Regions from separate parts of the Sus scrofa genome. Here all the other regions are linked to region 2. Evidence: chromatin contacts called from public HiChIP or PLAC-seq and promoter capture Hi-C data. All regions are on one chromosome and are shown on one strand. Each heading gives the region's core, a stretch centred on a gene start, on an enhancer-like site or on the middle of the called end of the contact. The rest is flanking DNA. Distances are from core to core; before and after follow the strand shown. Region 1 holds the start of TMEM65 (transmembrane protein 65). Region 2 holds the start of FAM91A1 (protein FAM91A1). Region 3 holds the start of ATAD2 (ATPase family AAA domain-containing protein 2). Region 4 holds the start of RNF139 (E3 ubiquitin-protein ligase RNF139). Region 5 holds the start of ZHX1 (zinc fingers and homeoboxes protein 1).

The links. Promoter capture Hi-C pulls out the DNA fragments that hold promoters and counts their contacts. HiChIP or PLAC-seq counts read pairs in DNA pulled down with a chosen protein or histone mark.
Region 1: a promoter capture Hi-C map of liver shows a contact between it and region 2, with 2.9 times the contacts expected there. The contact joins the promoter of TMEM65 here to the promoter of FAM91A1 in region 2. A contact is called at or near these places in 1 of 5 promoter capture datasets (liver) and 1 of 2 datasets of contacts at active chromatin or transcription factors (alveolar macrophages).
Region 3: a contact with region 2 is called in an H3K27ac HiChIP or PLAC-seq map of alveolar macrophages. The contact joins the promoter of ATAD2 here to the promoter of FAM91A1 in region 2. A contact is called at or near these places in 1 of 5 promoter capture datasets (fetal liver), 1 of 47 Hi-C or Micro-C datasets (liver) and 1 of 2 datasets of contacts at active chromatin or transcription factors (alveolar macrophages).
Region 4: a contact with region 2 is called in an H3K27ac HiChIP or PLAC-seq map of alveolar macrophages. The contact joins the promoter of RNF139 here to the promoter of FAM91A1 in region 2. A contact is called at or near these places in 2 of 5 promoter capture datasets (fetal skeletal muscle and liver) and 1 of 2 datasets of contacts at active chromatin or transcription factors (alveolar macrophages).
Region 5: a contact with region 2 is called in an H3K27ac HiChIP or PLAC-seq map of alveolar macrophages. The contact joins the promoter of ZHX1 here to the promoter of FAM91A1 in region 2. A contact is called at or near these places in 3 of 5 promoter capture datasets (fetal liver, fetal skeletal muscle and liver), 4 of 47 Hi-C or Micro-C datasets (embryonic fibroblasts, heart right ventricle, retroperitoneal adipose tissue and 1 more) and 2 of 2 datasets of contacts at active chromatin or transcription factors (alveolar macrophages and skeletal muscle).

The regions. Positions count from the first base shown.
Region 1 is chr4:15,262,036-15,264,735 of Sscrofa11.1, forward strand. TMEM65 (transmembrane protein 65) reads left to right here and starts at 1,365. Exons shown (of 8, transcript XM_021088951.1): 1 at 1,365-2,197. The coding sequence starts at 1,909. It overlaps LOC102157933 (a long non-coding RNA gene), which reads right to left and starts at 1,275. Exons shown (of 7, transcript XR_002343112.1): 1 at 732-1,275.
Region 2 is chr4:15,680,576-15,683,275 of Sscrofa11.1, forward strand. FAM91A1 (protein FAM91A1) reads right to left here and starts at 1,251. Exons shown (of 24, transcript XM_003354982.5): 1 at 920-1,251. The coding sequence starts at 991.
Region 3 is chr4:16,010,984-16,013,683 of Sscrofa11.1, forward strand. ATAD2 (ATPase family AAA domain-containing protein 2) reads left to right here and starts at 1,295. Exons shown (of 28, transcript XM_001926030.7): 1 at 1,295-1,838. The coding sequence starts at 1,671.
Region 4 is chr4:15,181,155-15,183,854 of Sscrofa11.1, forward strand. RNF139 (E3 ubiquitin-protein ligase RNF139) reads right to left here and starts at 1,366. Exons shown (of 2, transcript XM_001927531.7): 1 at 773-1,366. The coding sequence starts at 953. The region is part of intron 1 of TRMT12 (tRNA wybutosine-synthesizing protein 2 homolog); the gene reads right to left.
Region 5 is chr4:16,099,474-16,102,173 of Sscrofa11.1, forward strand. ZHX1 (zinc fingers and homeoboxes protein 1) reads left to right here and starts at 1,307. Exons shown (of 4, transcript XM_013996503.2): 1 at 1,307-1,718.

The DNA.
Region 1 (2,700 bases), core at 115-2,614, 420 kb before region 2:
GCAAGGTCAGGGATCGAACCTGTGTCCTCATGGATACTAGTCAGACTCATTTCCGCTGAGCCATGACGACGGGCACTCCCAGAGAACATTTTAAATTGTCACTATTACACTACTGCACTGCTATCAAATTAAAAAATGTAAACAATGCTTTCCATGTTTAAGTTAGTGAAGTGGTTCTCAAACTTTTGTGTGCTTCAGTGTTAACTGGAGGGCTTGTTAAAATGCAGATGACTGGGCCCACCCCCCACTTTCAGAGTCCGAAGGTCTTTGGTGGAGTACCGGAATTTGAATTTGCATAACTAACAAACTGCTGCCCAAAGGCCACACTTTGAGAACCATTTTGAAGGCAGGAGGATTTAGCGATAATGTTCCTCCTCTGATTCGCATTTATACATCGCATTTACACTATGATAGCATGTCTACTGCATACACTGCTCTTGGGCTGGGTGTAACAGTGCATGTGATAAGGATAGGATTTAGATCTTGATTACACTTGAGCAGATTTATTCTCTAAGTGGATCTATTCTCTAAGAAGACAGGAAGCCTAAGTGTCATGAGACAGGTTCAGATAAAGCTGAGATCTCCTCCCTCAGGCAGAGATAAATGAAAGCTCAGAACAGGAGACCCTATGAACGTATGGGGCCTTGCAAGATGCCTAGGACATGTGGGAATGGGGGAGGCTCGCAAAATATTTTCTGCCTCAGCTGAGAGAAAGAAACAGCCAAACAAACCTTAACAAACACCTGGGAAAGGTCTGTGACATTCTTGCCTCAGGCTCCGGCATTAACAATCTGCAAGCTGCTTGCATCAGAAAGGGGAAAGGTGTTCTCAGCATCAAGGTTTCAGTCTCAGACTCTTCTTGGGAAAGGGGAGAACTGGCCTCACCCTCTCTTTGGAGCTCTCAGAGTAGGTGCCTCAGAGACCCGAGTGTCTGGCGGAAGCGGTGGTATGCATGGACTTGGCAAAGGGCGCCGCTTGAGCTCTTCAGTCCCTCAAAGCCTGAATAGGGCTCTGTGGTTCGGCCGGGGCCAGGCGAAGGGGGCCGCAAGCCGGAGCATCGTTCAGAATTAACCTCAGATTTAAGACTCAGGCCCGGCGCTACAGCGGGCCGTGTCGTAGCCACATTACCTGGCAGAGCGAGTGGCTCAAAGCTCTTCTTCCCAATTCCCCACAGCCGATAGAAACGTGACGGAGGCCAGCGCAAGGAGTGCTAGCCTTCTCACCCTCCACCTTCACGCACCCGAAGCGCGTGCACACTCCTTTCCCGGGGCGGGGGGGGGGAAACCGCGGCCTGCGAATCTGCATACTGCGCCTGCGCGGCCCCGCCGCGCCCCGCCCCTTTCCTTCGCCCCGCCCTGTTACCCACTGTATCGCCGCTAGGGGTAGTGATGGCGTCTGAGGCCTGAGAGCGTGGTTGCTGTGAGGGCGCGGGAGTCGTATGGAGTGGGGACTAGGGCAAGTGAGAGGGTGGGAAAACCAGAGACAGAGGAGGGCGGTGCTGGAGAAGGGCGGCGCGTGGCTGACTCATCCCTCTGGAAGATCAGACTGACAGACACTAACCCTTGCCGGACCCGCCCGCCCGCCCGCGCCGCTTCTCCTCAGCTGGGAGGCGCCCGCCCGCACAGCCCGCCCGCCTTCTCCGGGAGCGCTCTCCCGGCCCGGCTGCCTCAGAGAAAGTTTTTGTCGTCGGAAGGGACTGGAGGCGCCACTGGCCTTTGGGAAGGGAAGGAGGACGGAAGAGGAGGCGACAGCCGCGTGGGCCCGGGGAGTGCATGGTGCCCGGCGTCTCGGCTGCCTGTCAGGAGGACATCGGGGCGGGGTCGAGCTGAGCCCAGCTCCTTCTTCGCGCAGCGGCGCCAGAAATCTCCCTCCCGGGCTGCCGCGGGGGTCCTCGCTCCTCAGCCCGCCATGTCCCGGCTGCTGCCGCTGCTGAGGAGCCGGACCGCGCGCAGCCTGAGGCCGGGCCCGGCCGCCGCCGCGCCCCGCCCGCCGTCCTGGTGCGGCTGCGGGCGGGGGCTGCTGGCGCTCGCGGCCCCGGGCGGCCCCCGGGCGCTGGGTACCCACCCGAAGAAGGAACCCATGGAGGCGCTGAACACGGCGCAGGGCGCGCGCGACTTCATCTACAGCCTGCACTCCAGCGAGAGGACCTGCCTGCTCAAGGAGCTGCACCGCTTCGAGTCCATTGCCATCGCCCAAGGTAAGGGAGGCGCGAGGGGGGCGAGCCGGGGGGCGGGGGCCGGGCGCCCTCCCCTCCCCCACCGGCGCCCCGGGAGGCTGCCCACCGCTCGGCCCGGGCTCCTCGCCGCCGCCCCCCTCGCCCGCCTGGCCCGGCGCCTGGGACGTCCGACGGGGGGAACTTTCCGCCTCCTAAGTGTCCCCGGGGCAGGTAGGACGGGGCGGATCGTGCCAGGGCCAGCGCTTGGCTGGTTCCTCCCCAGCCTCAAAATCGGCGCTTCAGCCCCAATTGCCGACGGATGCTGAATTGATTTTGTTTAGATTGGCTGTGTCCTCCCCCCAGCCCCGCTCCCCCCCGCAGCCCTCCTGCCCCCAAGCCCTTGCTGCGTTCCGGTGAACGTGCAGCCACGCGAGTGGCCTGCAGTGCCTCCTTCAAAAGCGCTGCAAAGCCTAGACGCAGGAAGAAACTTTGTTGAATGATCCTAAAACAAGGTGTATGGGTGTCCAAAAGAAGGGCTGTTGCTT
Region 2 (2,700 bases), core at 1-2,500:
AACGTAAGCTCCAGGAAGAGGGGGTTTCCTCTTGTCTACTGCTGCAAATTACCCTCACCTAAAACAAGGCATAGTACATAGTAGGTGTTCAATAAACATCTGTAAAACAATGGAGGAAAAAACGCGACACTCAAGTATTTGAGAATTACCTCTCAGACAAAAGCCTTTTGTCATTCTCTTCTTGAAAGATCTCTAATAAACCCATCCTGTTGAGAGGATTAAGTCCAACAAAACAAAATACAAAAGTCTTTCAAAATCTGGCCCTGACTGCCACCACCCCCACTCACGAAGCCCCACCTCCAAACAAATCAATACAGCTACACCTCCAGGCTCGGTGGTAGGAAGTCGCTCACTACTCTCTCAAAACACGCTCTCACTCGTCCGCGCTTTTTAAAATGACATTCCCTCTCCCTGGAAAATCTTCCAAGTCTCTTATCTAGCCATCTCTTCTTCGTCCTTTAAGGCCCAATTTAAATGCCTCCTCTACACATCCTCTTGACACTCCCTGGACAATGTGACTTCCTCCTCTGTGCGTTCGCATATACACTTATGCAGTTTCGTGTAAGCTGCTATCACTCTGTAAATGTATTCATTTATTTCTAGACCCTTTCCCAACATCCCGAAATTCTGGAGGTCAAGGGCCGTGCTTTAATTAGCTTAAAGGTGCCTAGCCCAGTGCCTGGCTGAACCGAGAGTGCGTGCAAAGTCGCGAAGCCAGTCCAGTGGACACCATTCCATCCCATTTCGCAACGGCCCTATCCTGCCCCTGTGGCCCTGGGAGCGTCCCCTCCTCACCCCTGGGCTGCAGGTTAACCCTGGCGAGGGGAAGGCCAGGAATCAGCCTAGAGGCGCCAGCCACGGCCACGGGGCGCGGCGAGCAGATGCCGGCGAGGCGGGACCCCGGCCCCAGGTTCCATACCTGCCTCACGTTGGCCGGCAGCTTGCTCCACGGGTAGTTGTGCCGGATGTGGAACTCCACGTCTATGTTCATGATGCCGGGGGCCCGGGCGGGCGGCAGCGGCCGGGACCGCGGCTGGAAGGACGCCTCCCGCCTGCCCGCCCTCGGCCTCCCAGGAGCCCGCGGGAGGCCCCGCGCCTCAAACTGCGGACGGCCGGGGCTGCCCCATGGCCAGGGCTCCCGACGACTCGGCGCGGCCCGGGCCACGGGGCACGCGAGCAACGAAGAGAGGTGGCCAGAAGCCTCGGCGGCTCCAAGTTTCTTCCTAGTTTCAGCCCGCCGGAAATGGCTTCGAGGTGCGTCACTTCCGCCCGCCAGCGAGGGGCTGGGGGGCGGAGCCCGGGGTTCCAGCCCCGCCCCCTCCACACTGGGGTCTGGCCTGAGTAGATAGAGCCGCAAGGTGCTCAGGTATGGCTCGCCCACCCGCGCACTCCCTGTGCCTCTGTCAGTCTCTGGATGAATTAATTGGGCTTGCATTGTACCATTGCTGGATGACCGACTTGCCCTCAAATGTGAGCCCAGCAGCAGGCAGTTACAGGCGCTGGGGTGGGCTGCCCGAGAAGGAGAGACTTGGGAAGGGGGGGCCATAGCTAACTTAGAAGTGCGGGAGCTGTGGGCCCTAGCTCTCCATAGCCAACCCTGAACCGAGGCCGGGTGGGCAGGGCCCAGGCTCAGGAAGGAATGTTCAAGACAGAGCTTTACTCCCAGTAGAGGCGTAGGGCAGAGGTCTAATGACCCTTCACCTCCTGAAAGTTGCTGCATCTTGTGAAAGAGAAACGTTGCGCTCTAAGGTTCCCATTTAACCCCATTCTCCCCAACCCCTGAACACACACACACACTTTTGGCAGATCGAGTTTCACTCAACTAGTGTAAACTATCAGAATATAGAAGTCGTTACTATTCTGCATTATAACTCTTTGAAAATGTAGTCCTTTCATATATCTTTGTTTAAAGTGAATTTGCCCCAAGGATTCATTTTTCACAAAGGTACTTACACCATGAGTCTCCTGATTGGTTGGTTTCATTCATCTGAAATAAAGATATGAGAAGAAACTTCCATGGTCATATGTTTCAACACCAAGAAATATACCTATTGATCCATGAGGGCAGGCGTTACTCTCCTTCTTATGGTCATTATCCCAGTCGTAATCCATTCACCAGACCGCTTTCAAAAAGGGTTCTTCAAATCACCTGAAGATACCAATTCATGTGAAATACTTCTTTTTGTTACTCCAATTAATGTTATATGAGTTACAGGTTTGTATTGATAAATAAGTAAGTTTTCTGTTAAAAAGAAAAAAAAACAAAGGTTCAAATTCTTTAAGTGTAGGGATTCAGCTAAAATGTTAAACAGCTGGTGCTCACATGGGGAGGCCCTAAGGGAATCTAGGAGATAAAGATTCTTGGGCACAGCCTCTTGTTTCTGCTTCTGCTCCATGCTGCAACCTCCAGTCACTTTTTAATGGCAGATCAAGCCTGCTTTAATTTCAGTTCTAGTGAGAATGTCTTTGGGGACCCTTTCGTCCAGAATTTGTTACACTGGCTTAGCAAACCCATGATCATTGTTACTGGCAAGCAACCATAGATGAATTCAGTATTTCTGTGATTACATTTGTTTATTCTTTTTATTTGTTTTCTTTTTATGGCTGCAACTGTGGCATATGGAGGTTCCCGGGCTAGGGGTTGAATTGGAGCTGCAGCTGCAGGCCTACACCACAGCCACAGCAACATAGCCTCCAAGC
Region 3 (2,700 bases), core at 45-2,544, 330 kb after region 2:
CTTTCTTCCAAATAAACCCAGAATTTAACCATTTCTCATTACTTCCACTGATCTGCATCACCATTATCTCTTGCCTGAATAACTGTAGTGGCCTCCGAAGTAGAGTTGCCATATTTAGCAAATAAAATGACACCCCGTTAAAAATTGAATTTCAGATGAACAACAATTTTTTTAGCATAAGTATGTCCCCTTATTGCATTCTCCATGCAGCAGCCAGAGGGATTCTTTCAAAAAGTCAGAATAAGTCTCTCCTTTGTTCAAAACCCTGTGATGTCTTTTCATCTCACTTATTATACAAAGCAAAAAAAACCTTAAAGCTGAGGCCTTGCAGGATCTGCTCCCAGCAGCTTTTTCCTCTTTGATTTTATTGGTCCACTGTCCTCCCCTGGCCTCTGGTTGCACTTCTCTTCTCCCAGGTATAACTAACCTCCTTTAAGTCTTTGCTTACATTACGTGAGGTCTTTCCTAGATCGCCCTGTTTAGAAGTGCACGCTTCCCTTCACTTTCTCTATATTTCTGCAGCACTTCCTCTTTTAACGAACATATCATTTACTTAGTTTATTGCCCTTCCCCTTTTACCAGAATTTAAGTTCCATGAGGGCATTTTTGCTCTTATTGTTCACAGTGGCATCCCTGGTGCTTAGAATACTGCCCGGCTCATAATAGATGCTCAATAAATATTTAATAAATGTCGAATTAAGGAAATGATTTCCAAATCAATAAGTAGCTTTTATTTGTTTCACTAGGAAGACTCCTCTCACATTCCGATCATTCAGCATGTTATCTATTCTCAGTCATCACGTAACTGCTTTAATTCCAGAGAAGCCATTTTCTGTAATTCTGTAATGGTATAAAACATTTAGATGTGTAGACAGGGTCCTAAGGTATAATAATATCTTAAAATTTAGATATTATAAATAGACTCAGTTTATACGGATTAGGAAATAAAGACCCGGCAAAGGGAATTACTTGCTCAATTCCTAGCTTGGGCGGCGCTGAGTACAGAACCTACGTCTCTAACTATAATACTCTGCCAACTGGCCTTTAGATCCCTTTCTGTTAACTTGTTTGGATTAAGCTAACAGTGAAAAGCTCTAAAGACTCAGAGACAAAAACTGTCAAAAGCCAAGCGCTTCCCCCACCCCTTCAGTCAAGGACCCAGCATTTTGCATTTGAATCCAGCGTGGCGGGAAGCGGAGGGCAGGTGTCAGGAGGGGCGGGGAGGGGCCGCCAGGCCCCGCCAGCCAATCAGAGCGGGCGGGGAGCCTCCCTTCCCCCCCGGCGTCCACGCGCCAAAATTCCAAACCCGATATCGCGCCACTACCCGCCGTCTCCCTCCGCCGAGCTCAGCGAGCCGGAACTATCTAAGAAAAAGAAGTCAGCGGTTTCTGCTCACTGTCCGCTCAGGTCGTCCACACTATCCGTGCGGGCTCTCTTCAAATTCGGCCCAAAGTCCTTCGCTCTATAGATGTGGGGAAAGTTTCGAGCCCGCCGACGTAGAGTGGCCGCGTGGGCGGAACAGGAGGCGGAAGGATTCCGAGTGCGCGCGCTGCGGCCACCCGCGCGCAGCTTGTGGCGCCAGAATTCGGAGCGCGGAAGCGCCTGAGCGGCTGTTTCCCAGTATCGGGTCCGTCTCCCGCCGCGGACGCTCTGCGGAAGAGGGAGAGAAGATGGTGGTCCTCCGCAGCAGCCTGGAGCTGCACAGCCACCCCGCCGCCTCGGCCACGGACTCCTTGGACCTGTCCAACGAGTTCCTCAGTCTGGAGCAGATCGGCCGGAGGCGGCTCCGCTCGGCCGGCGCCGCTGAGCAGTCCGCGGTCACCGCGGCCGCCGCGGGCGTGAGTACCAGCCTGGGGCAGGCCCCTCGGTCGGGCCTGGGGGACTGTCTGTCTGGTGCCCCGTCGGGCCTGGGGGACTGTCTGCCTGGTGCCCGGTGGAGCCTGGGGGTGGGGTGGGCGGTCCTGGTGACAGTTGGCGCGGGGAGAGAAGAGGCGTGTTGGGAGGAGTGTTGTCGAGGACAAGTAAAATGGAAGGCTTTTCAAGATCGGAGCCCGAGGAGGTGTGGGGTGGGCGAAGAGATGGGGCAGATTGCAGGAGGGCTAAGCCGTTGGTTACTACCTACTTTTACGCCAGAGGAAACCCGAGCTCCCCGGAGGCCAAGTGCACTTGGAGGCCAACCCTTGAGTTGGGGGCTGCCCCGCCCCAGCTCACACACCTCCCTAACCAATCTCCCAGGCTCCGGCTTTAGGTTCGCAGGAATCGCGAGCCACACGCCTGTACTGAGCGCTTACTGTATGCGTGACATGTTTTAGAGGCCGCGGCAGATAGAAAGAGTGTGACTCAGGTTCCCTGACTTTCATTTACGATCTAAGAGAGGTTCGGTAATCAGAACGCAATGAATAATACCAGGTTGCGTAATGTGCAGGGATGGAGAGCGACATTTCAGGTACATCTTCACTTAAGCCTCCTAGCAGCTCCATGAGAATGGAGAGTTGTGATATGAATCTCACAGATGAAAAAAACAGCCTCGAGGTACCCAGTAAGTGATAGATCTAAAACTGGAACTTGGATTTTCTGCCTACACAACCTTTCTCTTTCTGTTATTTCATACTCCAGTCATAAGCAAGGTCTGTAAGGATTCCAAGGAGGTGGAGCAGTAGGTCTCCTTGAAAGAAGTGCTTCTTCTGGGTCTGAGGTACA
Region 4 (2,700 bases), core at 116-2,615, 500 kb before region 2:
ATTACCTCATCAACAAAATTCGCCAAGTTTCAATTACTTAAAAAATTCTAAGCATAAACGTTTCTCACTCTGGGAGTGCAAGTGAAGATAGGGAGGGAAGTATAAGATGTTTTTAACATTCCATTCGTACACGACGAAGACAATGATTTTCAGAAGTGTCATCACTTCCTAGCCACGTTTTTATAACCGTTCTCAGTATCTTCCCTATTCGCGGGAAATTTTAGGACTCATTATAAGTACTGCCTGCTTCACGAGGATTTTTGGTAATGGTTTCAAGGTCTGACATTCGAAACCTTGTCTCCTCCGTTTGGATGTCATTTAAATGGCAACATAAGAGTACTCTGCATTTTGGAAACCGGGAAACTGAGGCCCAGGCTTTGGCTCCACGAGCCCAAGGTCACGCACTGCGAGACGGGGCAAAAACAGTTGCTGTTTTTCCAAAGCTGTCGCATAGGACGCGGTAAACCAGTACTCATTTCCCAAGAGAAACAGCAGGCTCAAAGCCGCACGCTCACACATTGATGTTTTCTCCCAGCCCTTAGAGGCAAAAATGAACAGGAGGCTGAGTCGCTGGGAGGACTGCTCCGCTGTCAAGTCTGAGACAAGTGTCATCTCCTCCCCTGGCTTGCAAAGACGCCCCCGGGGGGGGCTGGTGTGTGTACATACACACATACACACACACACACCCTGCGCGCGGCCGCCCGCCCGCTCCCTGCAGCACGTCTCGGCCCAGCGGGCAGTCTCCGGACGCAGGCTACCCAGTCCCCCTTACCAAAGAGCCGGAGGAAGACCTGGAGCCCGAAGCAAAACCGGCTTTGGCTGGAATCGTAGTAGGAGTTGAAGATGGCGTCGATGATGTAAAGGCAGGGCACCCGGAGCGCCACTTCGAGCGCCGCCCAGACCTGCTGATGGGCCATCCGCACCTGCTGCTGCGGGGGCCCCACCGCCGCCATGAGCCGCTGCCACACCGGGGCTGGGCGGGCCCGGCAGGGCCGCGTGGGGCAGGGCCCGGGACGCCGGCTGGGGGCGGAGGCGGGCGACTCCGCCCCGCCCTCCCTCCTCTCGAGTCTTTCTCACGGCCCGCCCCGCCGCCCGCTCGCGTCTCTCGAGCTGGAGCAGGCGGCGGAGGCGGCGGCTGAGGCTGCGGCGGCGGCTTCCGGGAGGCCTCTGGGTGTCGGTGTTTCCGGCCGGCTATCGCCTGGCTCCTCCCCCCTCCACCGCCTCCCCCGCCCGCGGAGCCACCATCTTGACCTCGCCCGCCTGCCTCTGCCGTTGTTGCTGTTGCCAGGCCGGGAGGCTGCGCTCGCGGTTACGCGAGACCGCGGAGCCCGCGCGCCGACGTCGCGTCATAATCCGGCGCTTGGAACGCTCCCCATTCGGTCATCACGCTCGTCGTACCAGACGTCCCTGAGCGTTGCCGCGGTTCCCGCCCACCTCCGCGGCTGCGCCGTCGTCACGGCTTTGGGCGCCACCTGTTGGCGCAGACGCTCTTCCGCAGCCGCGCCCTCTGGCCTCAGAGTGGCCGCGTCACCCACGGCGGTGAAGGCTCAGTGAGGGATTGGGCCGCGGGAGGGAATTATTAGTCGCTCTACTAGAGACCATTAAACGTCCCGTAAACATGATATAGAGCTGCTAGGAAGGAGGAAAGACAAAGGGCGCCGAACGTCAGACCTACCCCACCCCACCCAAAGGCGGGATCCGAGCTGCTGACTCTTCGGGGAAGATGCTGCAAGGCCGTTTGGGGACCTGTTGGAGGCATCGCCGCATGCGCAGTGCTGAGTGGCTGCTGTTTTGGGTTGGGCTGGGTGCGGTAGGCATTACCAAGGAAAGTAGCCCTCGCATCCCTCTGCGCATCAACTTTCCTGTTTCCTACCCGATTGGTTACAACTGCGGACACTTGCTGGCCACATTTTACTAATATCAAGGGCCACTGTAACTTAAGGGCAAGAATTCTGGCCTCTTCGTTTCTAACCTTTGAGGTATGCACGCCCAGGCAGTCCGTTCTTTCTCAGGGCAGAAGAAGCCATTCTTTTTTGTAGGGAATCAGAACATGCCACCCCAAAGTATGCCACTTTGACATGATTATGTTTGAGTTGAAGACAGTTGAGAAACAGAAACAAAAAACTCTCCACCTCAGCACTTAACCGTCCTCCCATTTGCCTAAAAAGCGAACATAAGTTTCCATTTTGTAAAGGTGACTCCCTCTCCTTTACCAAAAGGAAACTTGTAGACTCAGTCACAAGTCTTACCAATCCTTATCTTTATTAGTTTCCCCCACATACTTACCTTACACAAGTTTGCCACCCCTAAAAGCCTAAACTCCTTTTCCTTTGTCTTATCACTTCTCTACAATGCACTGTTCTTTGTTAAGAAGCTTTATAAGCCCCAAATTGTAGCCACCTGAGTTGTCGATCACTTAGTTTCTCCAAGCCTGTATACACCGGAGAAACTTGTTATTCTCCTGTTAATCTCTTTTGTTGGTTTAGTTTTAGGGTCCCAGCAACAAACCTAGGAAGGAAAAGATCTAAATTTGTTGCCTATACATGTAATTAATATAACCTGGCTATCCTTTCTGTTCCTTAACCAGCAGGAGTGTAAGTTAGGTCAGAGTCTTAATTATAAACCAAGACAGATTAAGGGGGATAGGAGTACCCGTCCTGGCACAGCGGAGAAGAAACTGACTAGGAACCATGAGGTTAT
Region 5 (2,700 bases), core at 57-2,556, 420 kb after region 2:
ATCAGAAGCTTTTCCTTTCCTCAGAGATAAATCTTAGGCAGTTTTCAGTGGGCACAGTACTGCCCCCTAGGGGGCGTGCTGAAATTTTGTTGGGGCTGTTTTGGACTGTAATTATATTGGTGCCAGAGTTTTTCCATAGTGGAAAATGTATTTTATTAGTATTTTTGATATTAGTTTAATATTTTAGAATAAGTTACTTTCACTTATTTCACCTTTATGTTATCAGAACATTACAGTAGTTTCTTGTAGATAGTTTACATTATCAATGAATTTAATTCCAGGAGAGTTAAAGTGGTGTTAAAGTTTTGTTGTATACACAGAGTGTTGAGCATGGCAGGACTGAGCACCTATGTTTGCAAGATTAAGCTTTGCTTGCTTCTGCTTCCACAAGTTCTAGTATTCTAAGATAAAACAAACAAATAAAAGAAGCCGATGTGCACTGATTTCAACCATCAGGCTTTCACTTTAAGCAACTGCATGTTTTAGGATTAATGTGGCTCAGTGGAGCGCTGCTGTTAAAGCGCAGAGGGTCCATGCCCGGGGTGGGGGCGGGGAACGAACATCAAGGCGCCGGAAAGTTCCCACAGGTCCTGGCCGGAGATTCTGTGAAGAGTAGCCTGGAAGGTGATTTGTTTCCCTTTGCTTTGGTCTGTACTTTTTTCCTTGTAAAAAATGATGTGGGGAGGGGAGAAGGGACGAAGAGAAATGGGGAGGGTAGTTTTTCCCAAAGCCTGGGTCCTTAGCCGGCCTCCTTTGCAGGGCTGGTTCGCATTGAAGCTGTTCAGTATTTGACGACCACGGCTTGAAAAGAAAGCCCCCCACAAGAGTGACTCGTGAGGGGGAGAGGGAGGGCTTTCGGGGAGCAAAGGGTGGCTCCGTCTTGCCCCGCGGTTCAAAGTGAGGTTGGATCGAACTTTTGGTATCAGCGGGTGGAGGGACGGCTTTTGATGTTGGAGTTGGAGGCAAGAGGTGGCAGGGCAGCAGCTGACAGGGGGTGGAGCTTCGGGCTAGAATCCCGAAGGGTTTCAGAAAGACCCGACTTCTATTGACAGTAGGAGGGGCTCCCGACGAAAGGGGCGGGCTTGGACAGTACTGCCACCAAATGGGACTTATGACAAGGGGCGTTTCTCAGGATCCAGCGGTGACTTTAGGAAGAAGGAGCGCCCGGGGGCGGGGCCACAACTGACAGAAGGCGGGGCTGCCTTCTGGATTGACCTGAGTGAAGAAAAGGCTTCTACCGATAGCGGGCGGAGCTAACACCAGCAAGGGGCGTGGCCGCTTCGAGACTTGGAAAAGGCGGGGCTTCTGTTGACAGAGGGGCGGGGCGGCCCCCTACCTCTCGCCCTGCGCCAATCCGGGGGTGGAGGCCAGGGTCGAACCCCAGGGGAGAAGCAGGGTCTGCGAGTGGAAAGCGTGGCGCAGAGCGGGGTGGGGGCGCGCGGAGGGCGCGCGCGCGCGGGAGGGCCCCGCCTCGGCCGGCTCTTCCCCTCCCCCGCTCTCGCCCCGGGTCGGCCGCTGGGGCGCGCGCCTGGCCTAGCACCCCCACCCCAGACTTTACGTTCCACCGAGTCTGCGGATCTGCTGAAGCCGTGAGCCGGACCGCCGAGCGGTTCCGGGTGTAGGGTTCACAGGTCAGAGTTGACTCCTTGAAAAGTGCAGCCGGTTTGAAATGCAAGATGGCGGCGGCGGGGCGCTGAGAGGCGCGGCGGCCCCTGCAGGTAGCGGTGCGAGCGGGCTTCGCGACGAGCGGCCCCGGGCATCCGGGGCTGCGGGTAGGAACCCGCGGCGCAGAGCCCGCGGCCAGTGCGGCGGGCCGGGAAGGCGCGCGGCGCGCGGGCTGGTTGGACGAGGGCGGCCCGAGGGCAGAGACCCCGGGGGGCTGAGCGCGCTCCGCGCCGCGAGTGGCCAGGCTGACCGGCTCGGGGCTTCCGAGGGGGAGGGACCTGGCCTGCCTGGGCCGGATCGCCGACGGGGGACAGACCCTGAGCCTCTTTTGCGTTCTCGGGTCTCTGCGGCCGCGGAAGGGGCTGAGGGTGGGCTTGTACGGGGAAATCTCAGCACCCCTCTCCTCCCCCGCGGCTACGAGAGGACCGAGCAACTTGAGATTATTGAAGGGAGTGAGGACCGGGTCTCCCTTAGAAGGGGGGGGGCGGGGGCCGCAGGGACGGAGCGCACCAGCAATGTCGAGGGTCCCTGGGGAGGAGATCGGGAGCCGGGCCCTGCCCTGCGGGGGCGTGTGGCCTCGTGGGGACTCGGTCTCCCTGAGAGTCTGGGGAGTCATCTCTTGCTGGAGCTGAGCGCACTGGCATTGCGGTTGGAGCTCGGAGAAACCCGTCTGGGAAAGGCTGTACCTCCACTTCAGGAGAGGCTGGGCACCCATTTCGGGGCGAGTCTCAGAGTTGAGACCTTAAGAACTATATAAGGTTTTGAAGAAGCCCTGGAACTTTGGGAGAAGTTGATTCAAGAAAATGTAAATATTATCTGTCCCTTTAAGGAGGAAGATGAGGAGGCTGACTGGGGACCGCTCCAAGCCTTAGGGCCTAAAGGGAACGGTTTCCAGATCTTTCCGAGGAGTGAAGGGCTAGGAGGGAGCTGTGAGAGGAAGGGGGTCTCATGGTAGGAAAGAAGAGCCCTGGCTGATGCCCTTTCCGTGTGTGTGTTTACTCCAAAGTTCTAGGGAAAGGGACTTGAAATTCTTTG